2 separate regions of the Sus scrofa genome follow, and region 2 is linked to region 1. The links are chromatin contacts, called in public HiChIP or PLAC-seq maps. All regions are on one chromosome and are shown on one strand. The core of a region is the stretch at or near the end of the contact, and the rest is flanking DNA. Distances in the headings are between cores, read along the strand shown.

Region 1 (4,068 bases), core at 593-3,092:
TGAGAAGTCTGGGCAGAAGCCATGAGGCCAAGCCTTGCCGGGAGATGTTGGAGGGTCTGCCAACTTCTGGACCCCAAGGCTAAGTGCCAGCTCCCTGGGAACCAGCTCCTCCTTGGCCTCCACTTCCTACCCCTCCTCCCCTCCAGGGTTCGTCCTGTCTGTGGTTTATCCTCTAATGCACTAGGTTTCTCTGTCTGTCATCTGATCTGTGCCATTTGGGCCGAGGTGGAAGCAGAGCACTAATGAGTGGACTGGCTGTCTAGGAACAGGGAAATTTAATCCTTTCTTTCCCGCTCACACACCACGTGTGGTAGATGGAGAGAATGGGCTTTTATAGTCCTGACAGAGGATGCCTCTCCTGGGCGGGAGGGCTTGACACTGTCCAGGCCAGCTTTGAGCTTCCTCAGCATAACCGACTCTCCCCCCTTCCCACCGGCCCCTCGCACTGGGATCTGGTTGCTGGGCAGTGAGGGGTAGTGAGAGGCAGCTGGAGAACAGGGCCTGTCTGTCTTCTGGACCCGAGTGGCTGGCCATGCCAGAGCCACTTTTGCAATGAAAGTCCCACATGTTATGTTCCATTTCTTTCTTTGTGTCCCAGTTTCTACATTGGTGACAGGGAAAGGGAATGTCATGGGCTAAATTTGGACCTAATAGGTGCTTAGGCACTGGGAGGAGCGTGGATTGTGGAGTCAGAGAGACTTGAATTTAAGTTTTAGGCTCCTTACTTAATAGCTGTGAGGTCTCTGCTGAGTTGTTTAACCTCCTAGGGCCTCACTTAACATCTCTAGAAAGGGATGTATAAACCCATCTTCTCAGATTTTCTCATGAAAAGAATGACATTAATCAAGTGCCTGCGATGGTGCCTGCCCTACATTATCTTAGTATCAAGTATGACTTAAAGAGACAATTGTGAAAAGTACTTTTTAAATATCATCTTTGATCAGGCATAGAGTAGAAGAGGGGAAGAGGTGAGTGGATTATTTTATTTCTTCTTTCTTGAATTTTTTCTGTTTCCCTAAAATATGAGAATCAAAATATCTTGATTATCTAAACCTGCCTTGTTCAGAATATACATGGATTAGAACCCAAGTGGCTTTTTCTGATAACTTTAGTGCTGCTTTCTAGATTCAACATGGGCACTCGGTCACCAGCAAAAGGTGGCCTTTCTGTCGTCTTCATTTGAGTTCAGCCAACCCACTGGGACGCCTGCTGTGTACAGAGGACTGTGTATGGAATGGATGAATTCACAGAGGGTTCTTGAATCTATGGGGCCCATGATCTAGTTGCAAAAGAAACACTACAAATCCCTGTGTAACACTGTCACAACAGGAAATAACTCTACAGTAGTTCCCGTAAAGGAACTTAGGGATTTCAAAAGAAGCAGCAGTTACTTTCAATTAAGAAAGGCGAAGGCTTCTCAAGGTGGTGACATTTGAGCTGAGCCTTGCAGAGTGACTTGGCTTCATGGCCGGGATGAGGGCGGAGTGAACCTGCTCAAAGGGGCAGAGGGTGCCCCTTTGAGCAGGTGGAGAGCCTGTCTGGGGTTGAAACTTGTTGTCAGTAAGCACAGGGCATCACTAGAATTCCCTAGGAGAAGAGTGACCCAATGTGACCTTCACAAGGTGGGGAGGAGACTGGAGGAGTCGGCTTCTGGAAGCAGAGGAACCATGATTGCAACTGTTCAGGCCACTTAAGGCTGAGGCAGTAGGGACAGAGAAGAGGGGAATCTTGTGACAGAGGCAGAATCCACAGGAGTGGGAGACTGATTTGGATTCGGAAGGTGGGATGGAAGGGGAGTGGGTAGCAGATGGCCACCATGTTGGCAGCTGTCAGAGGGCAGTGCCGGCTTGCGGGAGTCAGATTGGGCTCCGTCTCATCCAGTCAGGTGGCTGGGTCAGCAGCCCATCCATGTGGAGGCATCCGGCGGAAAGGTGGAAATGGCAGGACCTGGAGCTGAGGCTTGGGGTCAGGGCAACAGAAAGAGGCTTGGGAGTTACTGGTGGGGAAGTAGAGACCACAGAAGCTGCGGTTTTAGAGGAAAATATCTAGGGAGGTGGAGATGAGAAGACCCAATACAGGGCCTTGGGAAAGAACTGCAAGAAAAGAAGAGGCAGAGGAGGATGAGGATCCTGCAGAGGAAGGAGGAGAGTGAGGGATTTTAGCTGGAGGAGGCACCTAGGGGCATCAGATCCCAGACCTCCCACTGGCTGACTCCAGGCAAGATGCTGGGCACCCCTTTCCTCTGCAGCCTGGGGACACTGATGTCAACCCCACCCCCAATGAGTGTCCCGAGGGGGCACCTGGTGGACGTTCATTCTTTTTCCCTTTTTCCAGGAGCCTCTGGGAGGGGTTGCGAGAAAGGGAGGCTATTGGGAGTCAGGGCTTTAGGAGAGAACTAGGAGACCCCGCTCATCGGTCACTAGCGAGATGGGGAAGGTGGGGGAAGTCCTTGAGCGCTTTCCGTGGGAAGCAGATCTGAGGGCTGATTGCGGGGGGCGGGTGCCTAAGGGGTGGAGGGGGAAGTGAGAGCAGCAGGCGGAGGGCCCGCTGTGGAGCCTGGCGGAGAAGGGAGGGCGGAGAATGAAGAGGAGCTTGAGGAAGTAGTGGGGCCACGGGGGAGGGCTCAGCGGCCGCTGTGGCAGTGAAACCACCTGTCGTCTCAAGGAGACGGAGCTAGCTCCCCGCAAAGCCCTTCCTCTCTCGAAATTGGCAGAGAGGTTCGAGCTTTGGGGTGCTCGTTCCCCAGTGCCGGCGGATTGATTAGCTCTGGGAGGGGGAAACCCATCATGTGAGCAAGCGAAACTGCGGTTTGCCCCGTGAGCCTGGAGAGGCCTGGGCAGGGTTTCTGAGTGAGGCGTCCTTGTGACCCTGTCATCTGGCCAGCTCCCTTCTGAAATGAGAGGTGGGGAGGAGCAGAGGAGGCGGCAGAGGTAAGTCCAGGAAACCCAGGGTGTTTCTCCAGCCTGAAGCCTAGTTTCAGAAAAGTACGGGCAGTCTCACAGCTCTCTTGTTTTGCACACAAGCACAACCTCCTCCAAAACACTGACCCTTTTTTCTCAATCCTCAGAATCTCAGATCCTGGCAGCTTCTGTCCCTCCCTGCTCTCCCCTCCCCCTCTGCATCTTTTTTTTTTTTTTGTTTGTTTGTTTTTAAGGCCACACCAGAGGCATATGGAAGCTCCCAGGCTAGGGGTGGAATCAGAGCTGCAGCTGCCGGCCTATAGTTACAGCCACAGCAACAGCAGATCCAGGTGGCATCTGTGACCTACAGCACAGTTTATGGCAACGCAGGATTATTAGCCCACTGAATAAGGCCAGGGATTGAACCCACATCCTTGCGGGTACTAGTTGGGATTCGTTACCCCTGAGCCCCATGGGAACTCCACACCTCTGCATCTTGAAGCAAACTCTTGTGCCTTTGTCTCCCTCCACAGAGACAGGACATGGACCTGAGGGCATGGAGGGGAAGGGGTGGGGAAAGAGGGAGAGGGGTGAGGTCCTTCCACCTACTCAGAGGAGGGGAGACAGAACTGAAGTCCCCAAAGGAGGACCAGAGGGCAACGTCCCAGGGAGTTAACCCTCAAGGAGTCATTCTTGAAGTTGTCCGCTCTCTTGGCTGGAGCCTGGCAATGCTTTGCCTCTTGAAAAGTCCTCTTTCCTCCCACGATTTCAACTGCGCTTTCATAGTTCCTTCTTCAGGTTGCTCTCTTTTCTAATTATCTCCTCTTATGTCCTCTGCTTCCTCTTGCCTTCCTCCCTTGCTCATGCACCCCCTCCAGTCCTGATTGCAGAGGCAGTGTGGACACTGGCTAAGTGTGTTGCCCTACAACCACCTGCCTGGGTCCGAAATCCCAGCTCCTAAGTTGCAGGTGTGCACACTTGGACAAGTACTTCACCTCCCTGAGCCTCGTTTCCTCATTCTTAAGATGTTATAATAACAGCATCTCATAGATGACACATCATGTTATGAAAACTAACTGAGTAGATGCCCATAAAGAGCTTAGAGTAGTACCTGGGAAGTAGTATGTGCTCAGTAAATTTTCTGTCTGTCTACTATCTGTCTCTGTTT
Region 2 (4,068 bases), core at 1,154-3,653, 410 kb before region 1:
GCTGCATCTGTGACCTACACCACAGCTCACAGCAACGCCAGATCCTTAATCCACTGAGCGAGGCCAGGGATCAAACCCGCATCCTCATGGATACTAGTTGGGTTCCTTACTGCTGAGCCACGATGGGAACTCCCAAAATTGCAATATTAGTCTGACTTCACTGTGACCCTGCAATGCTCCCAATAAGGGAAACAGCAGTTTCCTTTCTCTGGGTCCAAGCTTCTCCCAATCTATGAAATGGGGAGAATAGTCTTATTGCCTATAAGACGTTATAATGATGAGCTAGCATGTAAAAAAATAACCAGAACTCTAACTGTAGCTCTCTTAACTCAAGGCCCAAGGAATGATTAACACCAAAGACTAAATCTTATGTGTGGCCATCAGGTGCATTTTTCTGGGTGAAGAATCCACTGTTTTCATCAGATATTTCAAGGAGTCTGTGGCCCACAAGACTTGGGACTGTCACACACAATGCTATGCAAACAAGTTGCCAGGCATGGTTTCCCAATATTACATTCATCCATTAATGCTGTAAATATTCTGCTTTTTGTCCTTCCACAAAAGTCAAAGCCCGTACAAGCCCATACATATATATCTTTCTGTGGTTGAAAGACAAAGGGGCAAGAGGGAAAAAAACTCACTCCTACTACTCACCAGAAATTAGGCTTAGGCCAAATAGTTTGCTCTAAATCACAAGTTCCAAATCACAGAAGCCAAGGGATCTCAGATCAATGTCAGCCATCCTTCCTCCTTCTGCTATTGCTGGCTGACACGAAATAAGTAACTCTTCACGTTCAAACTTAACCTTGAGCTTGCAGTAAGTCTTTCCTCAAGGAATCACAAACTCTTCCCTGATATTTAATTTCTGATAATAGCACAGATATGGATTAAACAACCCCCTTTCCACAGACGGACAAATGGACCCAGAATACTGAACTACCTGACATTCCACAGTAAGACACACAAGGAGGAGACAGAGCGAAAAGACTCTCTTCCCTAAAGCCCTAGCCTGGTGGGCTAGTGCCTTGCCCTCTTCCCCCACCCCCCCAAGTCTCTCCTGGTACTGACTGGTACCAGAAAGTTCTCAGGGAGTCAAGCAGGAGGAAACTAGGTTGTGCCAGCTCAACACCCACTGCAGTTTCGACAGCCTGGAAGATGGGTGACAGGCTGAGATATGATCTCACTACCCACCCCCCATCCTTCGGAGGCATATTGGAATTCATTCATTGACCCACCCAAGCAGAGGACAGATAAGTCAAGTGATAAGCCCAAAATGGCTTCTCCTTCTCATAGTTATATCTGTACACACAGTCCTATCCTTGGTCAGCCTCCAAAGCACTTACTAAATGCTTAAGTGCCCTGGTCTTGGCTTCTGCCTCTGGCAGAACTCAGCCCATTATGAAGCCTATAACCACGAAGGCTCCCTGACTTTCACAGACCATCTGGCTCTAGAAGTAAAGCAAGAGCTTGTTCTTAGAGAGACTCTGAAATAGCTTCCATCTAAGCTAAGGAAACCTCTGCTTAGCTCGCCTCTGATTCCCAAAGTCCACATATCCTCTTCTAATACCTCTATGATGGGTGGGAGGTTTCAGGGGCCTCAAGAATCTGACTACTACCATCTCTCCCAACTGTGTTTGCCTGGGTGTTGTCAAGCTGCCATCCCAGCCAAGGGGCTGCCTAAGACTATCTGCCCGTTTACTAGTCCTATAGCTACGCAAGCAGTCACTGCAGTGGAGGGGAGGTGAGTCTTTCAAAATACATTACATTTAAGGCACATAATTAAGGTTTAATTCATTCATTAATTAGTAGCATAAGTTAATATAATTATTACTATAATTAATTAATAGCATAATATAAAGCAAGCAAGGTGGGCAGCTCACTTAGTTTATTGTATTCCTCCAGGAGAAAGTTCCACTTCCTGGTCTTGACATCTGCAATGACAAGAAACAAGAAAGCAACCGTGACACCCTGCCCTTCTGCAATGCCACCACACTTGTTCATCCCCTGGTTTCATAAACCCCAGGAGGTTCGGGTGATGCGGCTGATCACGTGCCTGGAGCTGAGGATCCAGGGGTGGAGAGTCCCTGTCCTCGAGGCTTTCACTGAGTTCAGGGAGGAAAGACGGCAGGCCGGGGACAGCACTGGGTTGTACGGGTGGTGATAAAAGGGTACTGTGGGGACGCACAGGACTGGGGATGGCCCGGCAGGTCAGAAGTGCCCTGAATTTCCAAGGTCAGGATAATGACTGCAGCTTACACTTATTCGGTGGTCACCGCAAGCCAGGCCTGGCACCAAGAGACTTACACGCACCATCTCCTCAGCTCCTCAATACACAATAAGCTGGACACCATTATTCGCTCCATTTTTTTAAGTGGGGAAACAAGCTACATGTGGTCAGAGTGGTCAAACAGCCTGTGCTGAAATTCCAGGTCTGCCACTTCCTGGCTGTGTGACTTTGGGCAAGCTATGTAACTTCTCTGTGCCTCAGTTCCCACATCTGAAAAAGGAGAATCCTATAGCCCCAGCCTCAGAGGGTTCTTATGGGGATTACATAAAATTTCAACGTAAAATACTTATGAAAGAGTGTCTGGCAAACAATGCACCCCCAAAAAGCAAAAACAATTATAAATTATTATTATTGTTATTACTGTGACATCTGATTACTGCAGCATCAACTACACATACATCAACTAAGAAGAAAGAGCATCTACTCAACATTGACAAATTATTTCGGTTTTCCTGCCAATTGATCTTCTGAGAAAATCAAGCAAGAATCAGCTCAATAAGAGCTCTCTTGGCAGCAAAAATTAATTCTTCTCTGTATGGTCACTGAGGAAGCGAGGTATGTAGGGAAAAGGCCTCACGGACACAGTATGTCTGTTTCAGGAAAAAAGTAAGGTGGCCCAGATGTAATCTGACAGATAAATCAAATGCAGACAGACTACCATTTTTTGGCCACACCCAAGGCATGTGGAAGTTTCCTGGGCCAGGGATCAAACCCACACACAGGAGTGACAATGCCAGATCCTTAACTCACTGAGCCACCAGGAAACTCCAAAGAGACTACTTTTGATGTGAGAATAGCTTGATCTTGACTGTGGCAGGGCAGTAAATGGGAACGTCTGTGAATGACTGATACGGCCAAAAAAAAAAAAAAAGTCCAATCATGGTTTTTGGATGTCCAGGTTTGGGAGGGGTTGGGTGTGAGTATTTTTGCTGTTCATAATCCTCCCCAGACAGCAGGTCACATCAGGAGTGAGATTTTAAAGGCCGTACTTTTCAGAAGACACAGGTCATCGGTACCTGCTTTCTGACAAGAGACCCATCCCAAGCGGAAGCCGAACATTCGAGGGGCAGCAGGGGAGGTGATGGGCCCCAGCCCTCGTGTGAGCAGCTTGGCACATGACCCATGCTGGGCCCTGCATGCCATACCTAAACCCTACCCACCAGCCTGCTCTGCCCTCACCAGTCAGAACCATCCCTCTAAGGGCTAAAAATGCAACAGCCACCCCCTCCTGAAGAAGCCCCTAAGCCTGATGAAAGCTCGTGAACAAGTCACCCCACAGAGGCTCAGTCCATGATGCTGCCTGAATGTGATGTCTCAAAGGCAGAAGGCTTTCAAGGTTCACTTTCTACTTGCCTAGGGAAACACTAAAACCACTTCAAGAATAGGAATATAAATCTGTAAAAGCCATGCTATTCGGTAAAACAACATGGCCCACGCTGAGAACAAAACCCAGAAGTTCAGGATTCTTCTGCTCCTTATTTTGATGGGGCAGCTTTGGAAGAACCGCATAAAAAATAAAAACTGCCTCCTCTGGCCAGTGGTTTTCAATCCTGGCTTATGGTTAAACTCACCTGAGATCTTTAAAAAAGCCTGAAGCCCAGGCTCTGCCTCAAGTCAACTAAATCAGTAGCTCTGGGTGGGAACCAGGCTTTAGTGTTTATTCTGGGGATGGGGCTCAGCCCTCCAGGTGGTCCAGGGGCATGCTCAAGTTTGAAAACCGCTGGTTTAGTCTACCCAAAGCCATCTGTTTTTACAGCAAACACCTGTTTTTCGAGTTCTAC

What was found. HiChIP or PLAC-seq counts read pairs in DNA pulled down with a chosen protein or histone mark.
Region 2: a contact with region 1 is called in an H3K27ac HiChIP or PLAC-seq map of alveolar macrophages. The contact joins two enhancer-like sites. A contact is called at or near these places in 1 of 47 Hi-C or Micro-C datasets (embryonic fibroblasts) and 1 of 2 datasets of contacts at active chromatin or transcription factors (alveolar macrophages).

The regions. Positions count from the first base shown.
Region 1 is chr15:118,221,860-118,225,927 of Sscrofa11.1, reverse strand. All of the region lies in intron 2 of MREG (melanoregulin), which reads left to right. Among named protein-coding and RNA genes, the nearest start is that of MREG, 50 kb to the left of the region's middle. Within about 2 kb of position 1,842, at least 45 of the 83 cell types and tissues checked have an H3K27ac peak or open chromatin away from gene starts, as enhancers often do. A contact at or near this core is called in alveolar macrophages, where this site is marked.
Region 2 is chr15:118,634,421-118,638,488 of Sscrofa11.1, reverse strand. SMARCAL1 (SWI/SNF-related matrix-associated actin-dependent regulator of chromatin subfamily A-like protein 1) reads right to left here. Exons shown (of 21, transcript XM_021076244.1): 8 at 1,881-1,931. Among named protein-coding and RNA genes, the nearest start is that of SMARCAL1, 8.7 kb to the right of the region's middle. Within about 2 kb of position 2,403, at least 4 of the 83 cell types and tissues checked have an H3K27ac peak or open chromatin away from gene starts, as enhancers often do. A contact at or near this core is called in alveolar macrophages, where this site is marked.